Linked DNA regions of Hordeum vulgare: region 2 is linked to region 1. The links are chromatin contacts, called in public Hi-C maps. All regions are on one chromosome and are shown on one strand. The core of a region is the stretch at or near the end of the contact, and the rest is flanking DNA. Distances in the headings are between cores, read along the strand shown.

What was found. A called contact is a pair of places that touch in the nucleus more often than the background predicts.
Region 2: a Hi-C map of leaf shows a contact between it and region 1, with 3 times the contacts expected there. The contact joins the enhancer-like site here to the promoter of LOC123400179 in region 1. A contact is called at or near these places in 2 of 6 Hi-C or Micro-C datasets (leaf and seedling).

What each region holds. Positions count from the first base shown.
Region 1 is chr5H:505,144,520-505,149,161 of MorexV3_pseudomolecules_assembly, forward strand. It overlaps LOC123400179 (mediator of RNA polymerase II transcription subunit 4), which reads right to left and starts at 3,166. Exons shown (of 1, transcript XM_045094599.1): 1 at 1,721-3,166. The coding sequence starts at 3,134. The coding sequence ends at 1,887. LOC123400180 (histone-binding protein MSI1 homolog) reads left to right here and starts at 3,397. Exons shown (of 5, transcript XM_045094600.1): 1 at 3,397-4,089. The coding sequence starts at 3,457.
Region 2 is chr5H:505,530,424-505,535,117 of MorexV3_pseudomolecules_assembly, forward strand. No RefSeq gene overlaps it. Among protein-coding and RNA genes, the nearest start is that of LOC123398691, 82 kb to the left of the region's middle. Within about 2 kb of position 1,853, at least 3 of the 3 cell types and tissues checked have open chromatin away from gene starts, as enhancers often do. A contact at or near this core is called in leaf and seedling, where this site is marked.

The DNA.
Region 1 (4,642 bases), core at 1,916-4,415:
GGAGGCAGTTGGTTCCCCCGCGCGGGAGGAATCCGCCGCCAGCGCCCCGGCCGCCGCCCCGCCGCTGCCTGCTGCGTCCGCCGCCAGCGCCCCGGCCGCCGCCCCGCCGCTGCCTGCAGCGTCCGCCAGCACCCCGGCCGCCGCCCCGCCGCTGCCTGCTGCGTCCGCCAGCGCCCCGCCGCTGCCTGCTGCGTCCGCCAGCGCTGCCCCCCTTCCCAAATTCCTGGCCGCCGTGCCCCGTGCTGCTGGCTGCTGCGGTGCGTCGTGGGTCCGTCCGCCCGCTCCAGCTGGCCCCGGTCTCCCCCCGCGGCGGCGACGAGTAGAGCAGCCTACAACGGCCTCCTCCGCTGCGCCCCGGCCCCGTGCTTCTGCTGCCGTGGATCCATCCATCCCGGGGCGAGGCCTCCGTGTTTCCGCCTCAGCTGACCGCCTTGGCTGGTAGTTGTTTTATTGGTGTATGCCTTGTCTGATTGTTGTATGTCTGTCATAACCACGAATTGGAAGTGTTGCAATTTCTTGTTCCTAGACATACCTGAGACAAAGATGTATGGATTGCCTGATTGTTGGTATGGCTGAGACAGAGATGTCAGGATTGTTGTAATGTGCATTATCTGATTGTTGGTAGTTTGGTATTGGTTGAATTGGTTTATCAATTGTCTGATCGTTGTATCGCTGTGATAACCACGAATTGGCTCCGGGATGATCTAGTAGAGCACCACTGACATTTGGATGGGCGGCGCATTGGCCCATGATGTATCTTTGTTTTACTTTTCTATGTCCAATTTGATTCGAACAATTATTGTAATTTGCTCAAACATTGTTGTAATGATTTGAACGATTATTGTTTTATTTGGTGGTGTAATAATAACTAGAATGATTATCGTTTTATGTCAAATGTGATTGAATTTGTGATATGTCATATGATGAAATGTGTGATATATGAAATGACAGTTTTAAGGGTTGGGGTTGGGGCAAAGACTAGAACCCTCAAACCCAACCCTTATAACGGAAAAAATAAGGGTTGGGTTTGAGGGTTCTAGTCTTTGCCCCCTGTTTTTGAACCCTTAAAAGTGTCAAAAATGACCAATTCTCAACCCTTAAAACTGGTTTTAGATTTAAGGGTTTGAGGGTTCTACTAGAGATGCTCTAAGAGATGAAGAGAGGAATCATGTAAAGGATGACATTAGGCGTATGGGATAAGGCGCCATCAAACGAAGGCAATCACTCCAAAGTCCAAAGTGCACAAGTACGCAGGAAGATTTGAGAAGATGTCCATAAACATGGAATGATGTACTCAAAAAGCTTAGCCTAGGACTACACTAGCAGGCAATTACAACTGAAACCTACAATGATGAACTAAAACATTAAATCATGACATTTACATTCCAAAATAGAGGCCAGGTTTTGGGTTAATAGTGGTTGCAAAGGTCAAGGAAACCGAACATCTTGAACTACAGAGGTCAAGGAAACTGAGCATCTTGAACTACAAAGGTCAAGGAAACTGAACATCTTGAACTACAAAGGTCAAGGAAACTGAACACGGTCAACATTGGCTGTATTTATCACAGCAAGTGGTCCAGTGACTGGTGTACTAGACTGGCACAAGTTTAAGCCAAACCTCATAGAGAATAAAGTTTTTGTTTTTGAAACAAAGGTCAAGAAAATTGAACATTTAGACTGGCTGCATTTATCAGAAAAAGTGATCTAGTGACTGCTGTACTAAACCAGCACAAATTTAAGTCAAATCTATTATCGAATAGATTTTGTGTTTGCAGTAGTTTGAACAGACAAGCACATGACATAATACTAGCCAAAGCTTACACTAAAATGAGCTACACTGGATATGGAAACACACAAATGACGAAATGGTCGAGCTTACAAAAGCATTAGTCCTCATCGTCTTCATCTGAGCTCCCGACGTCGCTACTGTACTCATCGCTGCTAGAACTGATTTCAAGGTTCACAGCCGCGACCTGTATTGGCTCTTGGGCCCTTGGCACCATTGGTTGCACCCCAACAGGAATTGGTACACTGGGTCGTTGTTCATCAGGCTTGACAGCAGGAATGATGCCACCCAGCTCGATCGGGTCCCCAGGCTTCCATCCAGGTGGTGGCATTGGAAAAGCAGGAAGCAGAGCAGGCAAACCTTTCTGCCACCCTGGTGGCACCGTGATTGGTAGCATAGATGGCCGCGGAGGCTCTTCCTCCGGTAGCTCGAACAGCGGCATGGACTCCATCTCTGCTGTGAGCCCCTCCTTGGTTTCCAGGGGTTTCTTGGGCACCCCAACATCCAAATCAGCAAACTGATACAGCTGCGACATCCGCAGCTCGTTATCCTGTGGCGCAGGCGGCAATGCACCCCTCAGAGGCAGCCCAGCACCATGCTCCGGCGGCGCAAAAGTCGTGTAGCTTATGCGATGCGCATAGGTCAAGATGTCGTCCAGCTTGAGCTTGGAGTGGAGGGACGCGCCGAAGTCGCCCTGCGACACCGGCTCGGGCTCGTCGACAGCCGCTGCGCCACGCGGGCGCTTGGGATCGCGGCGGTAGTCGGCGTAGTCGTCGACGAGGCGGTCAAGCACGTGGTGGGCCTCACGCAGCTTCTTCGCGAAGGCGAGCAGCGAAGCATCCTTGGCGCGCGCCTCGCGAGCGAGCTTGGCGCGCGCGTCCTGCAGGTCGAGGGTCTCCTGCAGCTCGGCGACGGTCTCGAAGAGCTGCGTCTGGAGGGAGGTGAGCATCGACATCGCCTCCTTGGTGGTGGAGACGGGGGCCGGCAGCGGCGTAGGCGCCGCGGAAGCCGACGACGACGCGAGGAAGTTGGGGAGGGAGCCCCTGTACGACGAGATCCAGGCGGCGCGGTTGGGCGAGAGCTCGAAGAGGTTGGAGGCGAGGGAGGAGATGAGGTGGAGCAGCGACTGCGCGCGCGGGAGCGGCGGCAGGAGCGGGAGCAGCGCCGGCGAGGTGGTTAGGGTTGGGACCGCGGCTCCGGCTCCGGCTGCAGCCGCCGCCGCGCTCGCGGACGGCGGGTTGGCCTGCGGCGGCGACGAGGTGGGGTTTGCGGGAGACTGGTTGGGCGGGAGCGACGGCGACGAGGCTGTCACGCCTAGCCTCGCCGGCGACGGCATGTGCTGCATCATCGCGGCGGCGGGGGCGGCGGATTGAGGAATCCAATGCGAGGACCAGAAGCTCGTAGACTAGCCGGGCTATTAGGCAGTGGGATCCTGGGCCTGACATGAATCTGGGCTTCATGACTTTTTTTTTTGAGGGAGATCTGGGCTTGATGACTTTTCTTTGAGAGATCTGGGCTTGATGACTTGCATATAGTTAGGCTTTGCAGCCCAACAAGCCCATCAGATCCGCAATAAAACCTCGCGTTGAAACCCTCGGCGTCCTCACCACCGATCATTTTGGCGGGAGACAGTTCGCCGCCTCCACTTTCCCGCGCAGAGCAAATCAGCAATGGACGGCGGCTCCTCCTTCCAGGCCGTCGCGGCCGCCGCGGCCGCCGCCGACGCGGAGATGGAGGAGTACCTCAACTGGAAGAAGAACACGCCGGTGCTCTACGACCTCGTCATGTCGCACCCGCTCGAGTGGCCCTCGCTCACCGTCCAGTGGTTCCCCTCGGGGTCGCCGGCCGCCGCCCGCTCCCACCGCCTCGTCCTCGGCACCCACGCCTCCGACGACTCCCCCAACCACCTCATGCTCGTCGACGCCGTCCTCCCGCTCCCGCCGCGCCTGGCCGCGGCGGCGGCCGCCGAGGGCCGCGCCGTCCCGGCCCCGTCCGTGTCCATCGGCCGCTCGGCGCCGCATCAGGGCGAGGTTAATCGCGCCCGGTGCATGCCGCAGCAGCCATATACAGTGGCCACCAAGACTTGCGTCGATGAGGTGCACGTGTACCACCTCGGGGACGACGGCGAGAAGCGGGGCGCGGATGTCGTGCTCAGGGGTCATGGCGCGGAGGGGTATGGGCTGGCTTGGAGCGCGAGGAAGGAGGGGTTCCTGCTGAGTGGCTCGTATGATAAGAAGATCTGCCTGTGGGATCTCAAGGCCGGGAATGGAGCCCCGGTTCTGGACGCGCAACAGGTGTTTGCGGTAATGTCCCAACAGATGCTCCTGTGCTGTTTCCTGTTCCCCACATTTATATTGTTTCTCATGTACTATATGATTGTACGTATTATGCATGTTAGGTTCGCAACCTTTGAGTAATACGTAGTATATACTGTGATGTTAGTAGTAGTAGCTACCACTGGAAGCAGAACTGATTAAACACTTCTGTATCATAAGAAGTGCGGATACCCGAAGCAATCGGCTCAAAATCATAACAATGCCAAGAAACCAAGCACAAATTATGCTGCCCTTCGTTTTCCATTACCCGGAGTACATTCAGTTGAAGTCGCTGAATGTGAAAAGATAATATAATGAAATCCAACCGAAAGTCCCTGAAAGGATGAGCACATTCAGTGTCTACAAACCTGATATATTGGAACTTCCCCTGATACACACAATTCTTTCATATCTGGTGGCTAACCAGGCTAGATACATCAATCTTGCACAGGAACGTTTTGTATTTTCTTCACTTTTCAGGCGTATTGGCAACACGATTTGTCTGATTTGATTTTCTAAATAGCAATTTGTGTTGCGCAAG
Region 2 (4,694 bases), core at 603-3,102, 380 kb after region 1:
TTTCGTACGAATCCATTGGTTCTGCAAGCTGAACAAAACATCTATCGTATTCTTCACCACTCTCAGGTTTTCATATGCTCCTAAGAAAACGTTTGTTGACCCGTCATAGCTTATTCCTTCATGCTCTTGGGGCAACCTTCATGAAAATTTTGGGATGCATCCTTGGTACACATTCTATTCCTTGAACTCATTTTCCTTTCCATTGGTATGTTTACCCTTAGGTATTGGTTCCTCATAATCATTCCTTCATTTCATCTTCATTCTATTCTTAAAATTCCAACTTCAGAAGTACTGTGTTACAAATGTTGTCATCCACATAGTTTGATATGGTCCAACATTTCCTTCAACTGTATTCAGTGGATTTGGCTCCTTGGTATGCATGGTACATTCCTATTCCTTGGATCCTGTGGGTTTACCGATTACTACCACTCTTAAAATAAAAGATACTCATGTCAGTGTAGACCATATTTTCTCATATCCTCGAAAATGGTCAAAGATCTTTTTTTATGAAGCAACAACTCACACAATTCAATATACGAAACCATGACACAATAAATTCTATTGATTCATGAAGTTATTTAGAGACTTTCGTTACAAAATTTAACTCCATAATCCCATGAAAACAAGAGTGCTTCATGTTATACTTATTGCAATTGTCAAAACTTAACTACTCCATTTCAGCTTTCTTCTCCCGTGGACATTTACTAGCATAATGTCCTGCTTCCTTGCAACGAAAACAGATGACTTCTGACAAGTCTCGAGGCTTCTTGGTGTTTGCTTTTGCTCCTTGGTTTTCCTGCTTCCTTCCTAGGCACATATTGGCATAGTGACCTAAGGTCTTGCATTTAAAACATGAGATATAACTCAGATCCTTAACAGGAGGGATTTGGCTCTCCCTAGTGTACTTTCAAAAAATTGTGTTTCAAAAAATCTTCTCTTTTTCAATTTTGTTCAGAGTTTCATGGAATTTCAAATAACGTTCTCGTTTTCAAAATTTGTTCACATTTAAAAAAGATTTTATGTTTAAAAAATGTACTTGTTTTCAAATTTGTTCACAGTTTCATAAATTTGTTCGTGTTTGAAAAAATGTTCAGGAATTTTGCAAAACGTTGTTATTTTCAAAAAATTTATACTTTTCAGAAATGTTCGTGTTTATTTTTTTTGCATATTCAACATTTTTATTGGCAATTTCAACAAATATTCCCATGTTTCAAATTTTGTTCGCATTTTGAAAAAAGCATAAAATACATATTTTGTTCAAACTTTTAAAAAAACTTCATGTTTTTACTTTATTGATGTTGAATATAAAAAATGTTCCTATTTTCCTTTTGTTTCAAAAAATGAAAAGTGTTCGTGATATCAGAAAATATTCGAAAATTGCAAATAATATTCGTGTTTCTCATAACTTGTTTGTTTTTTCAGAAAATTTTAAGTTTTTAAGAAATTGTTCACATTTTTGGTAACTGTTTGGGAATTGCAAATTTTGTTCGTATTTCATTTTTAAATTGGAATATCAAAACATCTTCAGTTTTCCCCAAAATGGGGCATTCCAAAACTGCTTGCAATTATCAAGAAATGTTTTCCGAATATCAACGATGTCGTGTGTTCTTATAGAGTTTTGAACTAAGATGTTCAGTTGGTGCTGTGTGGTATATTGGCCTCGCGGTTGGAGTGTCAGGATGCAGGATCAACTCCGAGGGCGTGCTGTTGTTTTCCTACATTTTTTTTGTGTCGTGCGACAGGAAACGAAATAACGAACGGGTTGATGGGCCAACCCAGCAGTGCATCGACCTTGTTGATCGAGCTTCTGTATGACGCAAAATGGGTCATATAGGAGGTCCCGCACCGGGCTTGTTGTGTGTTGTGTGTGCTTCCAATGCATAGTGGGCCACTCAAAACTCTTGGATCGTCGATCATGGGTCATCATGTCTTGGTGCATCTATCATTTGCGACAGGAAATGAAACAACGAGCAGGTTGTTGGGCCGGCCCAGCCATGCATCGAGCATGTGCATCGAGCTCCTATATGATGCAACATGCGTTATATAGGAGGTCCCGCGTTGGGCATACTGTGTGTGCGCTGTCAATGCGTAGTCATTGTGTGTTGGTGTGTCTATCATTGGCTCAGACCATGATATTCTGGACCGTCTCGTTAGTTTTTTACTCCCTCCATTTTAAATATATGTTTTGTTAGAGATTCCATTACAAACCATATAAATGTATATAGACACTTTAGAGTATATATTCACTCATTTTGCTCTCTATGCATTTCATATTAAATCTTTAGAAAGACTTATATTTAGAAACGGAGGTAGTACATCTTGCATATTTTCTTTTTTGGAGAGCACATCACGCGTTTTTCTTTTACAGTACACAAATTATTTCCCACATATGGAAAATGTAAAAAAGTAACCTCGTATTGTAAGAACAAACAAAGATGTTCGTGTATTTATATATAATTATTCGTGCAATTTTGGAAAAAGTGTTCAAATATTTTTTCAATAATAACATATTTATAAAAAGTGCTGCAATTTTTCGAAAATACAAATGAATATTTTGGAATCCAAGAGATACAATTTCAAATACACATCAAACATAGTTAGGAAATGAACATTCCAAAGAAGCATGAAGGTTTTTAAAGCATCTATACCGTGCATAGAACGTTGGGAGTCAGTGATACTAGTATGTATATAGCATTGGCATTTTTGTTTAATCTGCTCTCTAATAATACTTTCTCTTTTTAAATAAATATTCGAAAATTTCAAAGCATGTTCGATTTTTTATTAAATGTTCGTTTTTTTTAGAGTTATCCAAATTTTATAAAATTTATCTCGAGTTTTGGAAACATTCTTACAAATTTAAAAGTGTCCATGTATTATTGTTTCTAAATATAAAAACTATTCTAATTTTATCCATGAATATTATGTTTTATGAAAAATTCTCCAATTTTAAAATGTTTGCAAATGTCATTTTTAGTGTTTTAAATTATTTTCACAATTTTTTAAATTTTTTTAACGAAATTCGAAACCTGTACAAGAAACTGTAATATCTTCATGAATTGAAAAAATGTTCATGATTTGTAAAAAGTTTGCAATATTCAATAAATATTCTTGATTTTTAAAATGTTCATTACTTTACAAATGGAGAAAGAAAAGTTTAATGACAATGGAAAAAGGGAAAAGCAAAATTAAATGTGAAATGAAACGTGAAGAAATTTGAGAAAAAATCATCAAGAATACTATAGGGCGATTGGCCTGACCTAATATAGCATGCAATACGCTGGGTTAATATAGCATGCAATCAAACACATTAAGCATTGTTACGATTGTGGCCAACCAGCTATGGCATGTGGCACATTCTGGTTGGTCGTAGTGAGAAAGTTTTTGAACTTTTTAGAGTTTTTTGTCAAAATCCAACGAGCTACGCCATGTGGCGCATGGTTGGTAGCAGTGAGAAAGTTTTTTATTTTATAAAGTTCTTTCAAAATAAAAGTGAGATTTTTTTAGGAAAAGTTTTTAATTATTTTAGATGAATGTGATGTTTACATAATATAAGTTTTTTAATTTTAAATTAAAGATATGATGCATATAGCGTTTTTTCAAACGGCTCGCAACGACGGCCCCCAATCATTAATACGCTAGGAAGAGGGAACCTACCTTCTAAGAATTTGGAGAACATACCTTCTCAAAACCGGTAGGAAGAGGGAAGATTTGACCAGCTCTAATATAGCATGCAATGAATTGGGTTACGATTCTAGTAGCCTGTTTCCTCCTATATGGAAAATCCTATTTGCCGCATTCTGCGGCACATTGTCGACCTTTCGCATTGGAGGTGCGAGCGAGCGACTAGGTTTGGGCCAGCCCGTTAACACTTTCACCGATCTCAGTTTTTGGAACCTTCTAGAGGTTTCCAGCCATTTTTTCCGGTTTTGGTAACTTTCTAGAAGATTCCCTGAACCGGTTTTTTTTTTTTCTGTTTTAAGACTATTCTGGATTTTCAAAAAATGTTCCGGAATTTGAAAAAATATTCGGGAACTTGGAAAGTAGTTCGGAATATGGAAAAATGGTTTGGAATTAAAAAACATGTTCCAGAATTTGAAAAAATGTTCTGGAAATTGAAAAAATATTCCGGAATTTGAAAAATATTCCGGAATTTGAAAAATGTTCTAAAATTTGAAAAATTATTCCTGAATTTCAAAAAAATTCTCCTTTTTTGTAATTTTATAGGAAACTATGAAAATGTTCTGGAATTCCAATTTTTTCCTGTTTTTGTAAACTTTTTCAACAATCGGAAAAATATTTTGAATTTAGGAATTTGTTCACATATTTAAAAAACGTTAATATTTCCAATTTTTTTCACAAATTAACATAATGTTCACATGTTTTATTTTTGTTCACAAAATCTAAAATATTTTGGAATTTCCATATATAACCCTGTTTTCCAAATTTGTTCACATATTCTGAAAATGCTACAGTTTTTACATTTTGTTCACAAATTTATAAAATGTTCCATATTTTCGAAATTAGTTTGTAAATTAAAAAACAATCGAGTTTTGTAAAAATAGTTTAATTTTGAAAAATGTTCACTTTCTCACTTTTTTATTTTTCGCGGTTGCCGATTGTTCTTTAGCACTAGCGCTGCCATTGTTGCAAAGTAGGTTGCCTAGTGTAGTGGCTCGTGCATTGCAATAATCTAT